2 separate regions of the Gossypium arboreum genome follow, and region 1 is linked to region 2. The links are chromatin contacts, called in public Hi-C maps. All regions are on one chromosome and are shown on one strand. Each heading gives the region's core, a stretch centred on a gene start, on an enhancer-like site or on the middle of the called end of the contact. The rest is flanking DNA. Distances are from core to core; before and after follow the strand shown. Region 1 has its middle 13 kb from the start of LOC108468088. Region 2 holds the start of LOC108478573 (myb-related protein 308-like).

The links. Hi-C and Micro-C count contacts between places; a contact is called where the count stands out from the background.
Region 1: a contact with region 2 is called in a Hi-C map of leaf, with 2.3 times the contacts expected there. The contact joins the enhancer-like site here to the promoter of LOC108478573 in region 2. A contact is called at or near these places in 2 of 5 Hi-C or Micro-C datasets (both in leaf).

What each region holds. Positions count from the first base shown.
Region 1 is chr8:46,863,125-46,869,545 of ASM2569848v2, reverse strand. No RefSeq gene overlaps it. Among protein-coding and RNA genes, the nearest start is that of LOC108468088, 13 kb to the right of the region's middle. Within about 2 kb of position 4,380, at least 2 of the 2 cell types and tissues checked have an H3K27ac peak or open chromatin away from gene starts, as enhancers often do. A contact at or near this core is called in leaf, where this site is marked.
Region 2 is chr8:46,376,100-46,381,747 of ASM2569848v2, reverse strand. It overlaps LOC108478573 (myb-related protein 308-like), which reads right to left and starts at 4,367. Exons shown (of 2, transcript XM_017781037.2): 1 at 4,106-4,367; 2 at 3,272-4,006. The coding sequence starts at 4,238. The coding sequence ends at 3,360.

The DNA of each region.
Region 1 (6,421 bases), core at 3,131-5,630, 490 kb before region 2:
ATTATTAACAAAAAAAAGTTATGATTATTCGGGTAATATGTAATGAATATTTTTTTCATTCTTAATAGATGTGACTATCCAAATAGATATCTATTTAATGGTTATGTATCTATGAAGAGACATGATAACTCTTATAAGTAGGAGTAAAATTTCATTTGTATGGTACACCAAAAAGAACTAAAAAGAAAGTTTCTATGTTCTCTCTATCTTTTAATATTCAAAGATTATTTTATAAAAAATTGTTGTAGAAATTCTCTATAGAATTTGATACTATATATTTGCTTTGCTTAGTGGACTATTATCATCAGTACAAAACGCAGACGGTTGTTGGGTTTCATTGTATCCTCGAGATTTATTTGTTTTAACTCTTTTGCATACAAAAATATAGGTAAGATCGAAAAGAATCTTAAAGATAGTGACATGGTTACACGTTTTGACACGTTTTGAAGCCTTTGTTAATTTATCATAAGTTTAATTTATCCCCACACGCCAACAATCATTTGTAACAAATATAATTATAATGTAATTTTTTCATTAAAAACAACTTTTAAAAGAAAAATTAAGAAAACTTACTAAACAATAAAAATAACTTTACACAAAATTATCTAAATATTAAAAAATATTAGCTTTAAATTAATCTTTAATCTCTTCTTAACAAATTTAGAAAGAAAAACAAACAATGCAGGGCTTTGGTTGTTGTTGTCGTGGTCTACGGAGTCAGCAATTTCAGACTAAACTTGAGGAAAAAGCCCCAGGAAATTAGGCTTTTTGAAGAAAACACAAATGCCGGCCTGACTTGAAGCACTATAAAAACTGAATGAAAAGGGCTTTGGTGATAATAACTCAATAATGTTCCAAAGGCAGTGGAGTCAGTTGCCTAACAGTACCTTAACTAAGTTTAATTATGTCAATATCTTTCAACTAATGAAATGCCAAATTGCATAATTATATAAGTTGTTACAAAGATGGGACATTTGGGTATATATAAACATACTCTCTCCAACTCATATGTGGGTGCATTGCATTAGGGAGGAAAAAAAGAGAAATAAGCAGTGGGTGGTGGTGGTGGGTCATGGATAGATTCTTCTTTAATTTTGGTTTAGGTATTGATAGATCCTCTAATGATAGGGGAAGAGTAGTCTAATTCAAATGTGCTGTTTTTCACTAGAATATCTTGTTTGTTTCTTGGGAAATCAGAGGCGGGGAAAAGTGATGAAAGGATCTCAATTCGGTATCAATGGGATTCTTTCCAAGTTTTTATACCGTTTCAGTTAGGTATATTATCATACACCAACAACAAGATTTTATTCTAATGCAACTATTTTGTATCTCAGCAACCAAATTTCTTAGCATATCTCTTGGTAGTTTCAATGTCCACAAATCACAAAGCTGTTAAAAAAGAAGTAAAGATTGTGGGTATTGAGAGATTGGAAGTTAATGAAACCAAAACTTTAAATTATTAACCATTTTTTGTTTATTAAATCAATAACTTGGTTAACATTAATGGCGCTTACATGGAATCTTAAAACCGACAACACTAACATTGATTTTTAAACAAATGTTATGATTAATGTAAGGAAAATTTAAGTACAATTTTTCAAGGTTTAGATTATTGTCTAAGTTCGAAAGTCTCCTAAAAATTTAAGATGATTTGAGTAAAAAAATAGGTTCATTTAAAATATGAGTCAAGTTCGGGTTTGAACATTCAATACCTTAGCCCCTACCAATCAAGTCCATTTTCTAAGATATTATATTATGTTATTTTTATACATTATGTAAATTACAACACAAAAAATAAATCTATACAATATATAATACTATAATGTAATATTAAGAAAATTTTAAGTTGTTATATATAAAATTTTAATAAATGAAATATATATTTATTAAAATTTAAATTTAAAATAATATAAAATTCTTAAAAATTAGTATGGACGAATCTAAAATAGACTTAAGTTAACCATTTACAAATATAAGTTTGACCAAAATTTTAAACTCATATTTCGAGTAAAACCAAACTTGAACAAATATATAATATGTTAACATTATGTTTAAATGTAACTTGAGCTTGAACTCCATTCACCATCACCATCTCAAAATTCAAGTAAATCAAATTTATTAATCCAAACATAGTTTTCTTAAAAAAAAAATAGAAGAAAGGGGAGAAAGAGAAAAGTAGGATATGGAGCTTCATCTTTCTTTGATATTCAAAAATTTAACTAATATTCCTTTACACCTTTTCCCTTCTTTTTGATTTTCATTTGATGGAATGCATTTTTAGAAATTCTCAAGAATAGTGTGAAGTTTACAACCTTGTCTACTAAGATACCCATTAACAAAGTTTAATACTAAAATTATATATTCTAGTATAAAAATGGAGGTGGAAAGATGATTAGTCTCATCAATTCAAATCTAATTATATAAAAATTAGTATTAGAACCCCCAAACCCCTAATTTTAAGTGATGGAGGGGACCCTTCAAGATTCTACTCTCCAAAAGAAAAAGTGTGACAATCATTGAAGAATGGGTAGTATTCTATTCAATCACACAATTAATCTATATATATGCTTTTGATATTTATATATATGTAGAACGGGAAATGAGTGAGTGGGAATTAGTAATTAAAGAGTAAATGTGCCGATTAAATAAGTACCATGAGACACGTTCCACTTCCAAGCTGCCTCATTAGTCAAACAGAGTTGGCTAATCATCAAACAACAAAACCAGAGGGAGAAAGAGACTATGTTTTTATAGCATTAAAATATTATTATTATTATTATTATTATTATTATTAATAATTAAAAAATCTTATACAAAATCCAAGGTTTGATCCTATTCATCACTGTATCCATTTTTATTTGTATGAGACCAGTCCAAATGAAATCAACTTTTTGGCTCAAGGTTTGATCTAGGGAAGTCTTTTTTTTCTTTTTTTCATGTTATAAATATTTAATTTTAATATTCTTAATACGGAATTTCTAACTTTTTTTTTATTGACAAAATTCTATGCATAGTACGTTCAACCTTCATACACGTTCACTTTTCTGGTCTCTTAGCTTAGAGATAATAAGTGATGGTAATAAAATCGGATATTTAATACTATTCGGGCTTTTTTAGATATAATAAAGTAGGTGAGGCAAGCTATCCTAGTTTAAGATTAAGACATAACACTGGTTTTTATTAGGTTAGAAAGTGGTGCTTATAGATTAACTATTAAAATGAGATTATTTGTAAGATTCAAATCTTTATATTTGTAAAAACATAATAAAAGTATTATAGAGGTCATTATACTACGAATCATATTGTATTTTGCATTATTTATTAAAAATTAAGCAAATTAGTTCTTATATGTTAAAGCAAAATACAATTTTATCTTTTTATTAAAATTTTATTCATTTGTATTATTAAAAAGCTGGTATGATTAACGAATAACTAGAAAGTGACACATGACATACCACATGTACCTTAGACTAATATATAAAGACCAATTTTAATAGTAGAATTAGATGAAATTTTTAATAAAGAAATTAATTTACTCTTTAACTTAACATATAAAAATTAATTTATCTATTTTAAGTAAAAATGCATATTATATTAAACTCCTATTACATAATTCTCTATAATACTTTTAGAGCTAAAATACTATTGAGTAATTGATCCATCTTATAATTTGGTTTGATTCAACAAAATTGGGTTATGAAAATAATTTCTTAAAACTCGGATATTATAGGCAATGACTTTAAAGAAATATTAACAACAAAGAAGCTGATAAAAGAGGCAGGGGGAATGCTAGTAGAGAAGTAGAATATGACGACACTTTCTTGAGCCTTGCCTTAGTGACCAAAAAGGGCTAAACAACAAAATAGAAGAAGGGAGAGAGACAGATAAAAATTTGCAGATGTAAATTAAATTATTGACAAGAGTGGGGCAGGCTGATGCAATGGAAGTCTGGAAATTTGCAGAGAATAGCAAAGATTCAGAGTTTCATGTACTGCATCCAGTGTTTTGCCTGGCGGAATCTATTGTTGGGTGTCAAATCCCTCCCCCCCCCCCCCCCGGCCACCCCATAACCATGTGCTTGTTTTGGACATATTTCATTGCCTCAAACTCGGTATGTTGGCCTGTGAATCACTTAATTATTCACTAATCACATATGTGGTTTTTCGTTTTCTCCTATGCCATCAAATTAACACTAAACAATGGACCATATGTGACACAAATTATTGGCAGTGAGGACTATCTATTTAGGCCACGCCTATGCATACCATGCCTGCTTTTTAAACTTGACAAGGAAGGCCTACAGTTTGAAATGCGCATAGTTCTTGCCCATTTCTCACTATGATTATTTCCTCTGTTCATCTTTTGCCCCCACTTTCCCAACTCTTTTTCTTTTGGCACCAACAGAAGAGCTCACAATCATCTAGCAGATAAAAAGGATTTGAGATCTCTGATCTGATGTACATCTTTTTTTGCTTAAACAAGTCACAGCATGCCAATGATCCCATGCATCAGATACTATATAATGGCACACTCTTTAAAGCGAATAGATATAAATTATTAAACTCAAACCAGCCACAATATGATCCTAAATTCCAATGCTATATAAGGACTAATATATATATATATATATGAATCTTTAACAACCCCATGCTCACCGATATCCTTAATTCCCCCACGATCAGGAAATAAGAAGCACAAGTGGCACTAATTGGTGCTTACAAGGGGAAACTATTGTGAAATAATCATATAAAAAAGCCATGAATTTTCTAGTAACAAAGAAATTGCATTTGTGGAGAAGGAATATAAGGTCATACTCAATCAAGGTCCCTCCCATGGGGGGTGGTGGGCGCTTGATGAAGTGCTCCAAAAAGCTGAGTTTTCCTGACTATCTTTTTCCTTTTCTGTATTAATAATCTTTAGAGTACCCCCACCCTTTATTTATTTTTTTATTTTCTTTTTTATCAAAAAATAAAAACTATGACAGATTACAAGCAGCCAACGTGCCATTAATAAATCATCGACACTTTTGCTTTTATTATATAAGCTCAGCTTCATTCTATGCAGAGACGATGAAGAGTACATTTAAACCATATCTCTTTGTATTTAATATATGTATATTGTGTAATTAATTTCATGATTGAAAAGTGGTATTTTTTTTAGTTACTTAATTATCATTTTGATTAAAGATGCACTAATTTAATTATAATATTATAAAAGCTCATCCATATAAGAGCCAAAAATTAACCCACAATCCCACATGTGAGTGCATGAGTGAGTGAGATGTGGTATTTTGATAGATTGAGTAGTTTGTTAATTAAGAAATTAATAATGAAAGGATTTGAGTTGGATGCTAGGTATGCTAGAATTAAATAAATAAAGAAAAAATTATTATGCTGTTATTAATCAATTTGCAAGCTGAACTTATAAAAAGAAAATAACTTGTATTCTTTTAAATATTTTTGTAACTGAAACTTTAATTAAAGTTTTAGAAGGCACAGAAATCGCCTCTAAGGTATAAAACGGAACTGTAAATGAAGTTTAGTCATAACATGAGATTTGCTTAGTGAATTGAACTAATTTTAGAATTGTTGTTTTTACTTGACAATTTTATTCTTAATTAATTATATAATTCTCACATGTTTGGATAATCGTTGTAATTAATAAGTCTCATCGATTTGGATGTATTTGGAGTACCCTAATTACACTTTCTAATTCTTAGAAGAGGGTGAGAATTAGAGTAATTACTTAGATAATTACACTCAAATCCTATTTTATACACGTTATAAAAATTATATTATAAACATGAACGTATATAATTATTTAGGATGGTTATGGTAAAAAAATTATATATATTACAACCTAAAATTATATTATTTATATCTCAAAATTTTCTAAAATTTTGACAAAAAGTTTATTGTAAAAATAATTTATATGTTATAAAATTGTTATAATATATATTTATAAAAGTTATGACTAAAAAGTTTTGACGTAACTTATTTATGTGTTTGTTCTATATCTTATAAAAATAATATAATTATTCATGAAATTGTAGTTTTTTAAGTCATAATTATTTATAAAATAATAATTTCCTAAAGTTATGATAAAAATTATATTATTTATAAAAATGTTATGAAAATTTTGAATAATTTATAAATTTTGTTATAAAGATTACTTATTATAAATATTTTATTTTTACTTAATTTACATATTATAAAAAAGATATAATGTAGCATAAGTGTTTATCCAAATTAAGTTGATATAAGTTTTATAATTAAATTTATAGATTGTTTGGACTATGAATCCAAATATTATAAGGTGCTAATTATGCAAATAAGTAAGATTTTCCTGCACCATATTATGGGATATGATATCATTTGAGAGAATGGTGTCAAGCACAAGTACTATAAATAGCTCGCAAATT
Region 2 (5,648 bases), core at 3,118-5,617:
CATCATGTATACACACTAACTAAGGCTTATAATTCAACTACTCAACATTTTTAATTGGCCTAACATGCATATATAAAGAACCTATGTGTCCAAAATATACCATATGGTTCATTGAAACATGCCACAAACATCAAAATATTTCTTTGACCTTAAAGCCTCATTTTAGCCATTAAACACTCCTTTAACACTTATGCATACCATTAAAACGTACTTTGATAATTCCAATTCAATCAAAACAACAAATTAAAACCACGATTTAAATCCAAAATCCACAAAAAATTTATAAAATCTAGTCTCAAAGTATAGTCTCACATTGCCTTTAAACCACATTTGAAGCTAAAGTCACCTACACAAAAGTATCGCCTTGATTTCTTGCCTTTTACACCTTGGTTGCCTTATTTATTTATTTTTTTTTGCACACTTAAAGATAATAGTGTAAGCTAAAACAATCTCAATGGATGTTTAGAATTACTACCAAATAAACATGATTTATAATAGTTAGACAAAGCATACTAAGGCACGCTTCCACAATCATGATTGGCAAGTAAAGAACATGTTTCATAATTACAGAAATCTCATACTTGGTTATTATCTCATAGTAGCATAACTCTCTATTTTACAATAATAATTGACATAGTGGTACTTAGAGAACCATGAAACACATATATGCTTACATATACATTGGATATTCGAATCTTTAAACATACTAAGGACTCAAGGAGTCATACACTATCCCAATAAGTGTAGCTCGAGGCTACCACTCTCCAAACACACCACCTTGTCCCGATAAATGGAGCTAAGCTCAACATTTCCTTATCACTCCAAACAATCCCGTAAGCCTCAATGCTCATCACATAAATTAAAAAATGGTGAATACTCACAATCCTATGGTATGCCAACTATATCCAATGATTTCAAGAGATCTCAAGGCCAATATGTCCACAACTATATCCAATGATTTCAAGGGATCTCAAGGCCAATATATATCCACAATTAAACATTAGTCACCACTATTTTAAGCAAATTTTACAGCACTTTAATCACTTTCACAATCATTGTACATACTAGCAAGGCATACATATGACACTCCTAAGTGCTTTCACAATGCTCAAAGAACTAATCACATTTCACATCATGACCATCTGCATCAAATCAGTATAGTACATATCATAATCAATGTTAAAAACACCTTAACTCACTGTTTGACCTATTTACCCAACACCACACACGTAACATCATCACACACTTCACATAACACACAAATTAGATCACACTTACACTTACACTTAAAATTTAAATTTGATTTAAGTCTCCTCAAGCCTCTTTTGAACCACCAAAAACTATGCTTACTAGTAGCATTAATTCGGACACTCACCTCAACACTTCCGCTTGCCTTGCCGGAAGCTCAACCATCTTTCTCCTTCCCTTTCAACTTTCTTGAATAAGCCTCTGGTCGATCCAATACTTCACCAACACCACACATAAACATACATATTAATACACATCAAGAAACATAAAAAAAAATCCAATAAAATCTCACATTGCAACCTCAATAAATCAAGCTAAAAACTTAGTCGATTTAAGTCGAAACTCAATTTTTTTCATCTAAGTCTATTCTAATCATTTAAGAATCATTCTAAACACTTAATTATGTGTTTAGGTTCACATCAAAACTAACTTAAGCCTCAAAAACTCATATTTGCATTTTTTTCGAAAAAAATCCTCCATTATCAAGCCTTGGACCTAAAGGATTCATTGCTAATACATTCGTTTCAGAGTATTCTATCTTAAGGCTAAGACCCTCTATAACCTTAGTACAAATGTAAGGAGTAGAACCAGGATCAATCAAAGCATAAATATTATTCCCAAGAAAAGAAAAATTACCAGCTATAACTTCAAGCAAATTTGCATCTTCCTTAACCTTCATCACATAGACTCGAGTTGATACGCCAGACCTCATCCAACTAAAATTCTTCTTCTGTGATCTATGTACTAAGCTAGATTTAGCTGCCACCTTAGATTTATTCTCTTGTTGAAACTTTTTTGGGTTTCTAACTAATTGCTCAATGCTAAATTTAGACTTAGACTGGTAATCTTTAACCAAGTGGCTCTTGGACCCACAATCAAAGCAAGCTCCTAATTTCTTCCTTGCACTCTAAACTGACCCTAAAGCATGCAACTCTAAGGTAACATAAATAACCATGAAAATAACCTAAAGTGCATCAATATTTACCAGGTACTAAAACAATGAAAGAGTTGGCCAAGTAATCGAACCTGATCTTCAAGCAGGCCTCAAGTTTTAAGTTTTTTGAGAGAAAAGGTAAAGATAAAATTTGAGAAGAAAATATGGGTGCAAGAGAAAATGTAAAACTTGCTCAAAAAGCCAATACTAACTTTATACAGATAAACACGGAAGCTAGGTTAAGCAGATAAGTTAAATTACTGTGACTAAGCACTTTCTCTCTCATCATAAATGTGAGTCTGATCAACTACAATAACTTAGTTCTCTTCGAACCAATTCTCATTTGTGTAACTAAATTATTCAAGTAGAATAATAAAATAATAATAAAATAATAAATATTTCTTTCAAACTAAGGACTTAACATAATCGTCTAACAGCTGGGGTGATGCATATTCCACAAAAGAGTTCGCCAAACCAGCAAGCTGGCCAAACAAAAACTTCGTCCAAAGGCGCATTCATAGAATTTATATACTTAGTCAAATCTAACACCTTACCCACTCAAAATTTACTCTAAATACCATACATCGATAAACAATAATCGGATACTAGGACTTCGCCATGCAGGATGCTACATTTTTCTAAATTAAATCCTTATAGCGATTGAACTTTTACAATTTAATCACTAAATTTAATTAACTATTTTCACAGTTAAATTATTTAACCAAAATTTATTATATTTTTATAATAACTCCGTAAATATTCCTATTTTATATTTACAGGCTCGATTTACATATACGAAATTCCCAATCCACATTTTCTAACCTTACTAAAAATTGTATCCTTACAGCTTTTACTTTTATATATATTATAAATAGATCAAATGTGTTTGTATTATTATTTTGTTATTTAATTATTTTAGTACAAATCTAAATCAAAATGACTGAGGCGGCTTTGTTAGTAAGGAAGTGCCTTGAAAGGTGATGTAGAACGAAAGAGCAACGGCAACATGTTTTTCGGTTGTTTTCTTCCTTACTATCGTTTCTCGTATTTCTTAATTCGATCCTAAGCAAGATTCAGTTCCAGACACTGTTTTTGAGAGTGTTTTTAGGATTTTAATTATTAGTTCATTGAGATTGAATTATACAGTGGAGAATCTTGTAGCAGAAAATACTCAAAATCAAGAGAGAACATCAAATATGGAATCTCTTTCGCCAGGGTCATCGCCGTCAAGAAGTTTCTGGTATTCTTCAAAAATGTCGTCAAGCAAATTACTATCTCCTACGGGTGTGGCATCTGAAAACGCCTCAGCGTCAGGAAATTCTAGGTTAGTATCAGCTGCAAAGTCGGACCAATAGCTAGGAATATCAAAAACATAGGCATCATTGGTTCCTTTGCTCCCTTCACCGCTGCTAGATGACCCACTTATGAGACTGTCAAAACTGCTGCTCCTTGATATTACTGAGAATGGCGAAACCCTGCTGGCTTTTGGTTGATGCAGCACCTTTATCTCTTCTTTCTCCTCCACATTGTTGGCCTTTTGCTTCTTTTCAGTGGCTTTCTTGGCTTTACGACTGCTTCTTGTAGTTGAATTAGTTTGTGAATTATTGAGCACCCTTTTGCTGAGATGAGAATTCCAGTAGTTCTTGATTTCATTATCGGTCCTGCCTGGAAGTCTTTTAGCAATGAGAGACCAACGATTGCCCAGAAGAGAATGAAGCCTGATAATGAGGTCGTCCTCGTCGGGAGTAATGTTTCCTCGCTTGATATCAGGTCGGAGATAGTTAATCCACCTTAGTCGGCAGCTTTTTCCGCACCTAAGCAGCCCTGAACAGTGGCCACCAAACCCAAAATCAATGAAATTACAACAACTAGAGCAAGAAATAAAAATTGTAGCTGCTAATTAAGACAGATGTAGAATATTACCAGCCATTTTAGGCAAAGATCTCCAATGACCTTCTCCATGAGCCTGTATATATTTAATCAGCAATGTGTCTTCTCTGGCTGTCCAAGGACCTCGATTCAAACCTACCTTAGAACAACATGGGGCTCTTCCCATTTTTTTTTTCTTTCTTCTACGATTCCAGCCACACAATCTGAAATGATCACAAAAACCAGAAAAGAGGTGATGTAAACTCGACAGAGAGAAAGAGAGAGAGTGTGTGTGTGCGCTAAAATGAGCACATGACACTACAAAGCCGTCGCCTCCTTTTTAAAGCCATTAAAAGGGGGAACGTGAATGATCTAGAAATAGCCACATGCGTCATCCCTATTTTTTTAACCGTTAAAATATAAAATAACTAGTAGTATTCACAAATTTAAAATTTATTATTTTTATTTTTATTTTAAGGAATTTTATTTTTTAATTTTAAAATTTAGGATGAATTATTGATACTGTTAAATATTTTGTTGTTAAATTTATTGATATAATATTTAAAAAACTCATTTAGTATACATTTAACCAAAAAATAATATTTTAACAAATCTAAATTTAATAAAATAATTTTAAAATTATTAAAATTTAATCTGAATTTTAAAATTTTAAAATAAATTTAACTCTTTCAGGTAAAAATATAGAAACTTCATTTTTAAAGAGTATATATATATATATATTAAAAATACTTTTCCTTTTTAACTCATTTGTTTTTACAGAGCCTAGGAAATAAGAAAGAGTGGCAACCAAGTAGGTAAAATTCACCCGCCTAGTTCTGTTATACTATTAAATACCCTGTTTAGAATTTATAACGATTTTAGTATATTTCCTTTTAAAAAAACACTATTGTAGTATTTTTAACTATTTAAGAGTTTAAAAATATTTTATTTTTATAATTATTTTTACATATTTCGATGATAATTTCTTATTTTCATAAGATTTTACAACATAGATTTAGTTTAGATTAATATAAATAAAACTTATGTAAAATTTTACCGTAAATTAAAACCAAATAAAAAAATCATTTTAGGATTGAATTAAGAGTTAAAACATTAATTAGAGTTTGAGGGCAAAAATCTATATTAGGTTAGAGTACACTATCGTATCATATGAGTGAAAAATTTATGTAACAAATATATTTATAAAATGTTAATTTAAATATTAAATAAAGAATTAGTTTAAATAGTAAAGATATTAAAGTTATGATGTTTTGAGATAGAATATCATTAATTGTATTTTTTAGATTTCACATTATTTGAAATGATAAAAGATTCTGGGAGTAATGTTTATTATTTTATAAAAAATTTGATAATTATTCAATTGAGTTGGACTTGATTAAAGGGTGATATTAACTTAATAAACTTCTTAAATATAATTAAAAATCCTATCACACGATATCGCATGTGAAAATCATATATTTAGAATATAAAATTACGTATAAAAATAACATATAATAAATAATAAAATATACCGTTTGAAACCAATTAATAATACAATTAAAATATAAATATTATATTAAAATAAAGCTTCGCTTTA